Regions from separate parts of the Gossypium hirsutum genome. Here region 1 is linked to region 2. The links are chromatin contacts, called in public Hi-C maps. All regions are on one chromosome and are shown on one strand. Each heading gives the region's core, a stretch centred on a gene start, on an enhancer-like site or on the middle of the called end of the contact. The rest is flanking DNA. Distances are from core to core; before and after follow the strand shown. Region 1 holds the start of LOC107963018 (cysteine-rich receptor-like protein kinase 14). Region 2 has its middle 23 kb from the start of LOC121230430.

Region 1 (5,342 bases), core at 1,075-3,574, 350 kb after region 2:
CTCTAGAAGAAGTGCTAATACTTAGGATCTTTGAGTTTTAGATATCACAAAGTCAACAAATAACATATACAAACAGATCCGTCTTAATACTTACTAGGTCCCGACGACTTTGCTTGTGTCAGCTCGAGTTTGATCAACAGTAAACAATTTCGCCATTCCAAAATCTGAGATTTTAGGATTCATCTCTTCATCTAACAATATGTTGGCTGGTTTTAAGTCGCGATGGATGATTCGGTACTGAGAATCTTCATGAAGATAAAGAAGTCCCTTAGCTATTCCCTCTATAATTTTGTACCTCTTCTCCCAATTTAGTAGTAAACACTTTACTGGATCTACAAAATTAGAAAAATTCTAGGACTTAAATGCACATTCAGAATTCAAAATGTTTATACTCATGTGATTAGTCATGAACCGAATAGTCAAAACCAGAGTTCTGAAACTTTTCACCAATATAACACAACTTGAACTGTATTCTGCCAAGACAGGCAACCTAATAAATCAACAAGAATTCAATAGGTATAGTTTGAAAGGATCGATATCCCACCGAATATAAAGTTATCAAGGCTTGAGTTAGGCAGAAACTCGTAGATGAGAATCCTTTCCTTTTGTTCAAAGCTTAAACCAAGAAGCCTAACCAAATTCCTGTGTTGAAGCTTTGCCAATAACATAACTTCATTCTTGAATTCTTGTTCTCCTTGTCCCGAACTTTCAGACAGCCTCTTGATAGCTACTTTTCGTCCGTCTTCAAGCTGACCCTGGTGGTATTTGGAACAAAGAAGAATGATGGCAAACACCAATGTTTATTTCCTAGTATTTGTTGGAAGCCATCAAACTGGAGGCTTCAATTTCATAAATTCAGTCATTCTGTATTTTTTTTTCCTTCATTGAGATATTAGAAATTTTCAGAGGCCAAATCATGAATTACCTTATAAACAGAACCAAATCCCCCTCGTCCAAGCAAGTTGGCGTCTGAGAAGTTGTCTGTTGCAACTCTTACAGCATTAAAGCCAAACTGCAATGATTCCCCATGGGTCTTGTTATCTGCAGCATAACAAAGAATCAATTAAGTTATAGCAAATGAATAGGAGAGGAAAGCATCAAAGCTACTTAAAGCTAACCACATCCTGTTGTGTGTGTGCGCGTGTGTGTTTCTTTTTTTTTTTTTTTTTGTTTCTAGATTTACATAATCGGTATATGATTTCTAAAGAAGTATGAAACAATGCATAAACATGGCAAGGGGTCGATCTTTGGCTAAGTAGTCAAGTTAGGACTATAGAAAAGAAAATCAAAGACCAACTTACTTTGATCATCCCGCTTTGTTTTTTTTATCCTTTTAAGGAGAACAGCAACTGCAAGTATGATAAGTACTGCCACCAAGATGACTATGGGAACAATTATAATGGCAATGGTATGGGATGAATGGCTGCCTCCGTCCCCTGCACAAGCAACAACTTTTCATTTACATCAATTTCTTCCTGAAACCAGCATGCCATCTAGCAGATAGGTAGTTACCTTTCTTGCTTGTAGAGTTCACTGACAGTGGCGGAGGACTAGCAGGAGAAGGTGGAGGAGATAAGGATGCAGCAGTAGAAGCATTGCGTGTATAGAAAGGATACAAATCCCATCTGAACCAACAGTTAGGCTTCTGAACATAACCTCCCTGCTTTCCACGGCAACAGCTTTCATAGTAACTCACGGATTGCCTTAGGCAGGAATCACAATCCTTGTGTGATAAATCTGGAGTGCACTGCATAAGTGCATGTATCGTTTGGAATGCTGTAAAATCTGCTTCCCCGGTTGCATACTTAGTAGAAGACCCGCTGGAAGCCTTGCTCACCACTCTGTCCATCAAACTCTCCCAAATAGTATCAAATTGAGTTAAATTGGAAGTGATGTCGGCCGTATTATAGCCTGCATCAGTGGGTTGTAGCTCCAGGGTTCCAAAAAAGGGGCGATTTGCATAGCGTGCAAGACAAGGAGGATCAGCTCCCCATGAAAGGGCTTCTTTCGGTTGGGACAGCTAGCTATGAGATCCTGGATTGAGGAATTGAGACATGTATAACAACCGTTTGGAGTAGAGTCTCCTCTGCACATACCAAGAGCGCAAATTTTGTTGGAGTTTTGGCCGATACTGGCAGTAGAGAAACCACCATTTGCAGAGACATTAGGTAGGAGAGAAGCGAGAATAAGGTCTCTGTTTTTGCCATATGTACTATTAAGGGTGAAATTACCAGTGTCATAGCATCGTAGGTTAGCATCAACGAGAGCAATGCCGATAAGCAGATGGGAGAGAATTGAAGAAAGAGCTTTAAGTTTAATCCACATTTTGAGATTCTATAATTTCAAGGAACCAAAATCGAGAAAAAAGAAGTGGGAACTTAGTATTCCAGATATGTTTCGACAGAGATGGGAAGTATTTGTGTTTAGGTTTCCTTGCCTGGTGTGGGAGAAAGATTCAAGAGCGCCCATTAAAGCAAAAAGGTCTAAGCTGTTAAAAGTCGCTCGAAACTTAAGACTTCCATTCCTCAGTGTTACCTGTGTGAGTGAGGTAGGTCTAGTTAGTGGACAATGAATCGGAGCGTGACCACTGGCTTCAATCCATGCTAGGAAGCTTGGTTTTCGGGTTATCTTTTTGACAAATCCAAGTCAATGTCTACCTATCAAACAAAATTTCGGAAAATAATTTCGCTTAATTCATTATGAAAACTCGTATATGTTGAATTGGATGGTTTTGTCAGTTTTGAAAATTCAAACTCGTTTTCTGTGGTACGTATTTTGCCACAGTTCCCACTTCCTTTCCAAGTTTCATTTGCTTCTTGAATTTACTACCTGCCTGTCAGAGTAATTACTCTTGTTGGGCTAATTAGTGCAGTATATTGGACTTTTTTTTACGTAAATAATTCAAAAAATATAAATAACCCAGATTGAAAAACTATAATGAAAATTACATGAAATCTATAGTGTCAAGCGATACCGGCACTCCGATGGTTGGCACCAAAGTTAATCACCGTGTAATGATTGCTTGTTGATTGGGCTGAGGTTTAAAAAAAAATATTTCACTTTTGCGGCGTCTACATGGTCGGCACCGGAAAGAAAACTCAAATATTCTTTCAGTATTTTTTTATGTTGGCACTTGTGGTAGGTAAAAAAAATTTTGGTCCCGTGTTTCTCAAGACTGAAACCCGGGTAAGAAAATAACTTCTTTTTGGTATCGGCCTTCCCCATGCCTCATCGGTTATTCTTTTGTAGAGAAAATATTTTTTTTAAAAAAAACTTTGGTGTCAACCTTCTAGTTGCTGACACTAGTATTTTATCAATAATATATATATTTTTGGTGTAGGCCTTCCATCTATCGGCACCCATGTTTGAAAAAAATGAACATTTTTTTAGGGTGCCGGCTATCTTCGTTGCCGGCACAAATAGGCTATATATTGATTTTTTTTGTCTGTTTTGGTTGAGTTTTTTTTCTTTTTTTTTTCTTTAATAGTTTAAAAGAAAAAAACCAAAGAAATATCAATGTTTCATTGTGAATGAAACAAATTTTGTTGAAGATGAATAACCAGATGTTAGTGTATGTTCATTTCGATGAAAAAATGGTAAATACAACTGAAATGCTGGCGGAACTAAAGTGGAAGATCAATGTTGTAACACCCCTAACACATCTTCGTCGCGGGGTTAGGGTTATAGAGTATTACAACATACATCACAAGAATTACTAACATTTAACTATTCAAATATAAAATTAAATAACAAAATTCAAATTCAAATGTTATTCATAAAATAAATACGATTATTGACCCTAAATCAGACATACAGAGCTTTTAAAAAATAATTTAGGAACAATCAAGGACTAATTTGAAACAAAACTGAAAGTTTTAGAAAAATTTAAAAATTTTGAAAACAAGGGTCATACGGCTGTGTCGCAAGATATGTCCCCGACTATGTGACACACTAACTTGGAACACACGACCTTGTAAAATGACCATGTGCAACACACGGCCATGTAACAGCCATGTCTCAGGCCGCGTGCCCCTAATTTTTCCTTCAAATGCAAGTTTACCAAAACGTGCTTACTTGAACATCAACACCTTATTTACCAACAATTAAACATATTCAAAACACACTTGAACAAGCCCAAAACATGCAAAAATCATCTAACTTAAGTTCCTACCCAATGTGTCTTCATTGACACCACAATTCATTTAACAAACTTATCCACAAATCATATCAAATAAGTTACATTCTAACCTATGAGTTCATACATAAAAACACATACCAACTTATCATGTTATTTTACCTATTCATATTCAATTCTACCACAATGCAAACATTTCTAGATTATTTATATCAACTAATCAAACCCAAGGTTATATGCACACTTCATTCCAACACAAAAGGCCTAAACATAAGTGGTCTAAAACCAAGCTTAAACATCTTTACATCACCCAAATATGAACACATAGAAATATGTACTCAACTTAAGTACAAAACACACCTATTACATTACAAGTTCCATGCCATAATTGAATTTTCATACCATTAACAAGCATATTATTAACCAAAAACATACATTCATCGCACAAATATAGAACATACCATTTTTAATAAGTACTTTAAACATATACAAGATACTCTTATTACATGTCACATATCTCAAAAATAAATGTTTTCAAAATCTACCAAAAAAAGTCTGGATAGTGTGATATTCGTGTTGATCCAATTGCCTGATTCTGCAAAATATTATCTACAAGGAAATAAGAAATTGAAGTAACTAAACTTTTACGATCTTAGTAAGTTCACAGGTTGAAATGTTTTAACTTACCATATAATCATAGTTTTATAAATAGCAAAAACAATATCTAACATTAACTATGTCAATCACAACCATTCAACAGGTGAATTTCATAAATACGAGTTATTTAATCACTTCATTTATAAAGTATCAATCATTATCAAGTCACGATATAACATTGGAAATCATGAATACATGTACAAATCTTTCACAAGAAAATATAACTAAATATCAGTTACATATCATCATTAAGTCATTTAACCGTTAAAAATTCAGCCTAATGAACAATACAAACGGATATGGATACGTAGTTATCCACCCAAAACTCGCAAAAAAGCTCATACAAGCCAAACCAACCGAGAACATGCCTTGGCACCAAGTGCCTAGCCCAGAAGCTAACATCTCTCTAGAAACACGGCTGGACACCAAGTGCCAAACTCGAAGACTTTACATCCGCCTTCGGTAACACGCCAAATCACTGTAAATATAACACGGAAGTCCACAACAAATGTTAGACTCCAGTATATTCAGTGGACAATAACAAGTCAGG
Region 2 (5,055 bases), core at 1,650-4,149:
CATCTTTCATATTCCTCCATAATCCATCAAAATACAAGCAACTCATGCATGGGTAAGTTTTTAAACATGAACCCTAGCATGAAATATGGGTAGAAATGGAGAGAGCAAGCTATCGGGATTTCAAAAATGCAAAGAGCATGAAAAACGGGGCTTGGAAGTACTTACTATTGAGCTTGGAAAGCTTGAAAACCCTAGCTATGGAAACCCTTGAATTTTTGGCTGGACAAGGAAGAGAATGGGTTGATTTTGGTTCATTTTCCCCATTTTATTTCATTAAATTACCAAATGACCAAAATACCCTTAAGCCATTTCCTTAAAATTCCATCCATGCAAGCTCATTTTTGTCCAAAAACTTAGAATTTGGGCAAATTTCTCTCCAAGACCTTCTAATTCATAACCCAAAGCAATTTCATACAAATTGCTTCTAGAATTCAAGTTTTGCAATTTATTCAATTTAGTCCCTAATTGCCAATTGGACACCTTACTCAAAGTATTTCTTCCTGAAACTTTAACACATGAATATACTCATATTCTAGGCCTCATAATAATCATATAGTAAATATTTTGATGTCAAATTTGTGGTCCCGAAACCACCATTCCAACTAGGCCCTATTTCAAGATGTTACAAGAACTTACTGCGCTATAATCATATTATCAACAACATTTCTTCCTGCAATAAATCTCGCTTGCTCTTGGTCAATGATCTTAGGAAAGAGAATCTTGAGCTGGTTCACTATCACCTTCATAACAAGTTTATATAAAACAAAACAGAGGTGATAGGTCGAAATTGAGAGAAACTTTCAGGGTTCTGAACTTTTGGAATTAAAATGATCAGGGTATTGTTTAGATTCGAATTAAAAACATTATCCCCAAAGATCCTCTTAACCCAATTACATATTGATCGTCCCACAACATCCCATTGTTTCTGAGAGAATAAAGCGAGAAAGCCATCACTTCTTGGTGCCTTTCGCGATGCCATGTCAAAAAGTGATCTTTTGATCTCCTCATCTAATACAGGTATTCTAAAGAAGTCAATATCCATATTCCCAAGTTGTGGATAGCCAATGGTAAGTAAATTCCCCGTAGGACCAGGAACCTCAGCATACAACTTTTGGAAGAATGTAATAGCCTCTATTTTAAGAGTTTCAGGTTCAAAAATCCATTTGCCATCTAAGTTACGGAAGTTCGTTATACTATTTTATTTTCTCCTTTGAATCCTACACCTATGAAAATACTTAGTATTATTGTCTCCTAACTTCAACCAGTCACATCTCGATTTTTGCTTCCAGAGTAACTCTTCATGATAAAGAACATTTTCTAGTTCCTCTAGAGTTTCCAATTCACGTTGTACCAAGTTATTAGAACTAGAGACATCCATAATGCACTGAATATCGCTAATTTTTTAATCAACTATTTTTTTTTAGTATTGATATGCCCATAGACACATTTATTCTAGTTCTTGAGTCTTTCAGTGAGTGATTAAGAGAGCCTAAAATGTTATCGTCAAAACTCTAGTTATCCGAAAGGAACTCCAGGAAATTCAAGTGTTCCAACCAACCAGCTAAAAAATGGAAAGGTCTGCCTTTAGGAGGGGATATATTCGATTGTAAAGACATTAAAATAGGCTTATGGTCTGATTTAATTCTTGGAAGATGAGTCACCACACAATTAAGGAACAACTCTACCCAAGCCTCATTACCTAAAGCCCAATCCAAATGCTTGAATAGAGTACCATGATGCCAAGTGAAAGGGGAACCTCTAAACCCCAGATCATGGACTTTATTAGTGTTAACAGAATCACAAAAAAAAAGACACCTTTGACCTGTCACTTGGCCACCCTTCTTTTACTCTGCCGATAGAATGGCGTTAAAATCCTCAAAGCCAACCAAGGAGAATGACCTGAAAGGATAGATAACCGTAAACCCTTCCAGAGAAGCCTCCTTTTTTATCTATCTGGGCTACCATAAAAAAAGCAACAAAAATCAGTCGTGATTGAAGAATAGACAAAATATGAGTCAAAATAAATTGATGATGATTTCTGATCACCTCTATATCAATGGACTCCTTCCATCCTGGCCAAATACCACCTGATAAACCAACTGGTTCTACCCGATGAGTTCTTTCCAACCCTAATTTTGCAATAATAGTATCAACTTTAAGACCACTAACCCTTGGTTCAAGCAAGCTAAAAATATCTAGTTTAAATTCATTACTATATTCTCGAAATATTCTTGGAAATTTCGAATTCGCACAACCCTACACATTTCAAGAAAAAGTGAATAAATTCATAATAAAAATTGAAAAAAGGAGATAACATATTTATTGTCCGGCATGGACAGTACTATCCGAGCCTTCGGTTTCTCTTGTCACTTTTTCCTTAGCAACTTGACCGTCCAACTCCGAGGAGATAAGATCTGCTGCCTTCAACTTGGATCCAACAAGAGAGGCTTGTGAGCTCCCCATAGCCTTAAAATGATTACTTGGTCCCTTAAGAGTTTTATTAATCTTCCAATCACCCTTAGGATCCCTTGCTTTTCCACCATTATCGTGACCATTAACTGGGTTAAAAGTATTTCCCAACTTAGCAGCTTTATTAACGCCCGTTGTCCCAGTTAAAGTCGAGCTAGAGGTTGCTTGGAAGGTAATTGTCGAATGATTGTTAGAGTTGAGAATGCTTTCATTTATGGTCACTGCCACAACTTCCACTTATTCAACTGCAGGATTAAAATTTTTTATCATTAAAACCTGCAGGAACTGTAAGCACTGTATCGCCCAAATCTCCAACTTCTCAATCAAGAATTCCAGCAGAATTGTCAACAGTAGTATCGATTTTCCCAGCGTTGGGTAGGACCGCCCCACCTATCAAATGGTCCTTCAAAGGTGCGTTTGGCCCAGGCGCATTGCTGGACCTAGAACTCTGCCCAATCGATAGCCCACCTGTTTTGCTTGGGCCTTTGTCATGAGCATTGGACCTGGAAATATTCAAAATAGAATTAGAATTTTTGTTAATTAAAGAACCCACTAACCTTTCCCAAGATCGAACTTCATATTTCTTTCACCTTGACAATATCTTCCCAAAATCTGCATTTACAATTTCTTTCCCATTTTTTCCATGGCCGAATATCTGTCCCTTATCCCGAAACCACTCCCTAAAGAATCAGAATTGAAAGATAAGGCATGAAATCTCGACCCCGAAAATTTCTCCCCTTCTCCAGTCATTCCATGTTTGTTCTATTCACGTGAGTTACACCTGAATCTCCTTTCCACCAGCATCCAAGGACCGAAATCATCGCTTCTAGTCGTCAAGTCTGCATCTGGTTGTGGATTTCCGATTGTCAGAGTATATTCTTCCGATTTGTTCCCTGTTGCTTGTATATGCGGACAACCATCCTTGGAGTGGCCATACCGTCCACACGAGAAGAAGACAATCGATAAGCTTTTGTACTCGATTAGTTGAAGATTTCCATTGATGAGGACTTGTGAGATAAGAGGTTTCTCCAGATTGATAAAAACAATCATTCGCACGTATTGACCCCTTGTTTGGTTGTCTGTATTAAAATCCAATTTGGTAACCTTCCCCACCATTCCCCCAAGTTCCATAATACCTCTTTTTGTTAGAGATGGCTAGGCAATCCTAGGAGTCTAATCCAAGCCAGGACATTACTAGGATAGAGAGTCCAAGGTTGAACCGTCAAGTATTGCCCGAAGATAATCCATGGACCCCGTGATAAAACCTTCTCATAGTCTTCAGAATATTGGAATTTTGATCCATTTTTCTATATCCATCATTTGAAAGGGTTGAAATGGTCTCCAAAGTCCATAAACTTTATTTTGTAGTGTTGTGATATTCCTTCCCAACAGTTTGAGAATCACAGAAGTAGACATGTCTTTAACTAATAATTTTTTTACTCTATCTGAGAACACAATGGCGGGGATGTCATTGAGTATCAACTTTTTAACGTCACCTTCCAGTAGTGAAAAAGTCGTATTGGTAGCGTTTAATTCTCTCCCAATAAGAAACGGTGGAACCTTTCCCCATAACCATATTTTTCCAGGGCAAGGTTGGAATCGGTGTTGAATCAACAGCCATCACATTTTCAATACTAGACGTCGACTCCTTGAAACAAACCTTCTTGTTGTTTGAATCGCTAGAAATATCATCTTTTTTTTTCTTTTTTCGCAGAGAGAGTCCATGGTGAAAGGGAAATTTACCCGTAGTATATGGTTTTTTTTTTTTTTGGCAAGACGGTATGTGTAATTTTAAATGTTACAAAAATTAAAGGTAAGAGTAAAGTAAAATGATGAATCTTAAATATTTGAAAGCAACAATAAATTAAAAATATGATTAATTAACCTAACAATATGTCTAATTAAAATTATAAACTTTGCATAATATCTTATATTATATCTTATATATCTAAATGTCATGTGAATTAATTATTCTATTGATATATGTACAACAATGCTTTTAACTATTTTAATATAAATTAAATTTTAAAATATTTTAAAAAAATTAATTATGTTTATTTAATTTTTTATTTTAATTAATTTACTTTTTTTCTATAAATTAATTTACCTTTTACACAATAGTGAATCCAAAAACTTTTTTAATAGGATCAAAATTTAATTATAATTTTTCTTTAAATCAAATTATAAGTTTATTATTAATTTATAATTTTATTATTTTTGAAGGGACTAAATAGAATTTTTATTTTATTTTTAGGAGGTTAAAATGCAATTTTAATATATATTAATTTATAATTTCTTTATTTATAAGAGGATTGACTTGAAATTTTTTCATTTTGAGGGACCAAAATACAATTTTACTATATATTAATTTATAATTTTTCTATTCGTAAGATAACTAAATTAAAGTTTATCATTTTTGGGAGGCTAACACCCTTGCCTACCCCTCAAATCGCCTCTACTTTTCATATATATATATATATATATATATATTACTTTTATGTATAAAATTAGAGGTGTTCATGGGTCGGTCTGGGCCCAATAAAAAATTTAGGCCCAGGCCCTGCCTATAAATGGGCCTACAATTTT

Evidence for each region. Hi-C and Micro-C count contacts between places; a contact is called where the count stands out from the background.
Region 1: a contact with region 2 is called in a Hi-C map of leaf, with 4 times the contacts expected there. The contact joins the promoter of LOC107963018 here to the enhancer-like site in region 2. A contact is called at or near these places in 14 of 34 Hi-C or Micro-C datasets (anther, callus, fibers and 2 more).

The regions. Positions count from the first base shown.
Region 1 is chrA06:78,965,596-78,970,937 of Gossypium_hirsutum_v2.1, forward strand. It overlaps LOC107963018 (cysteine-rich receptor-like protein kinase 14), which reads right to left and starts at 2,325. Exons shown (of 1, transcript XM_016899619.1): 1 at 1,879-2,325. The coding sequence starts at 2,325. The coding sequence ends at 1,879. It overlaps LOC107961698 (cysteine-rich receptor-like protein kinase 25), which reads right to left and starts at 2,682. Exons shown (of 7, transcript XM_016897772.2): 1 at 1,513-2,682; 2 at 1,302-1,436; 3 at 926-1,041; 4 at 545-755; 5 at 95-332. The coding sequence starts at 1,849.
Region 2 is chrA06:78,619,637-78,624,691 of Gossypium_hirsutum_v2.1, forward strand. No RefSeq gene overlaps it. Among protein-coding and RNA genes, the nearest start is that of LOC121230430, 23 kb to the right of the region's middle. Within about 2 kb of position 2,900, at least 7 of the 9 cell types and tissues checked have an H3K27ac peak or open chromatin away from gene starts, as enhancers often do. A contact at or near this core is called in fibers and leaf, where this site is marked.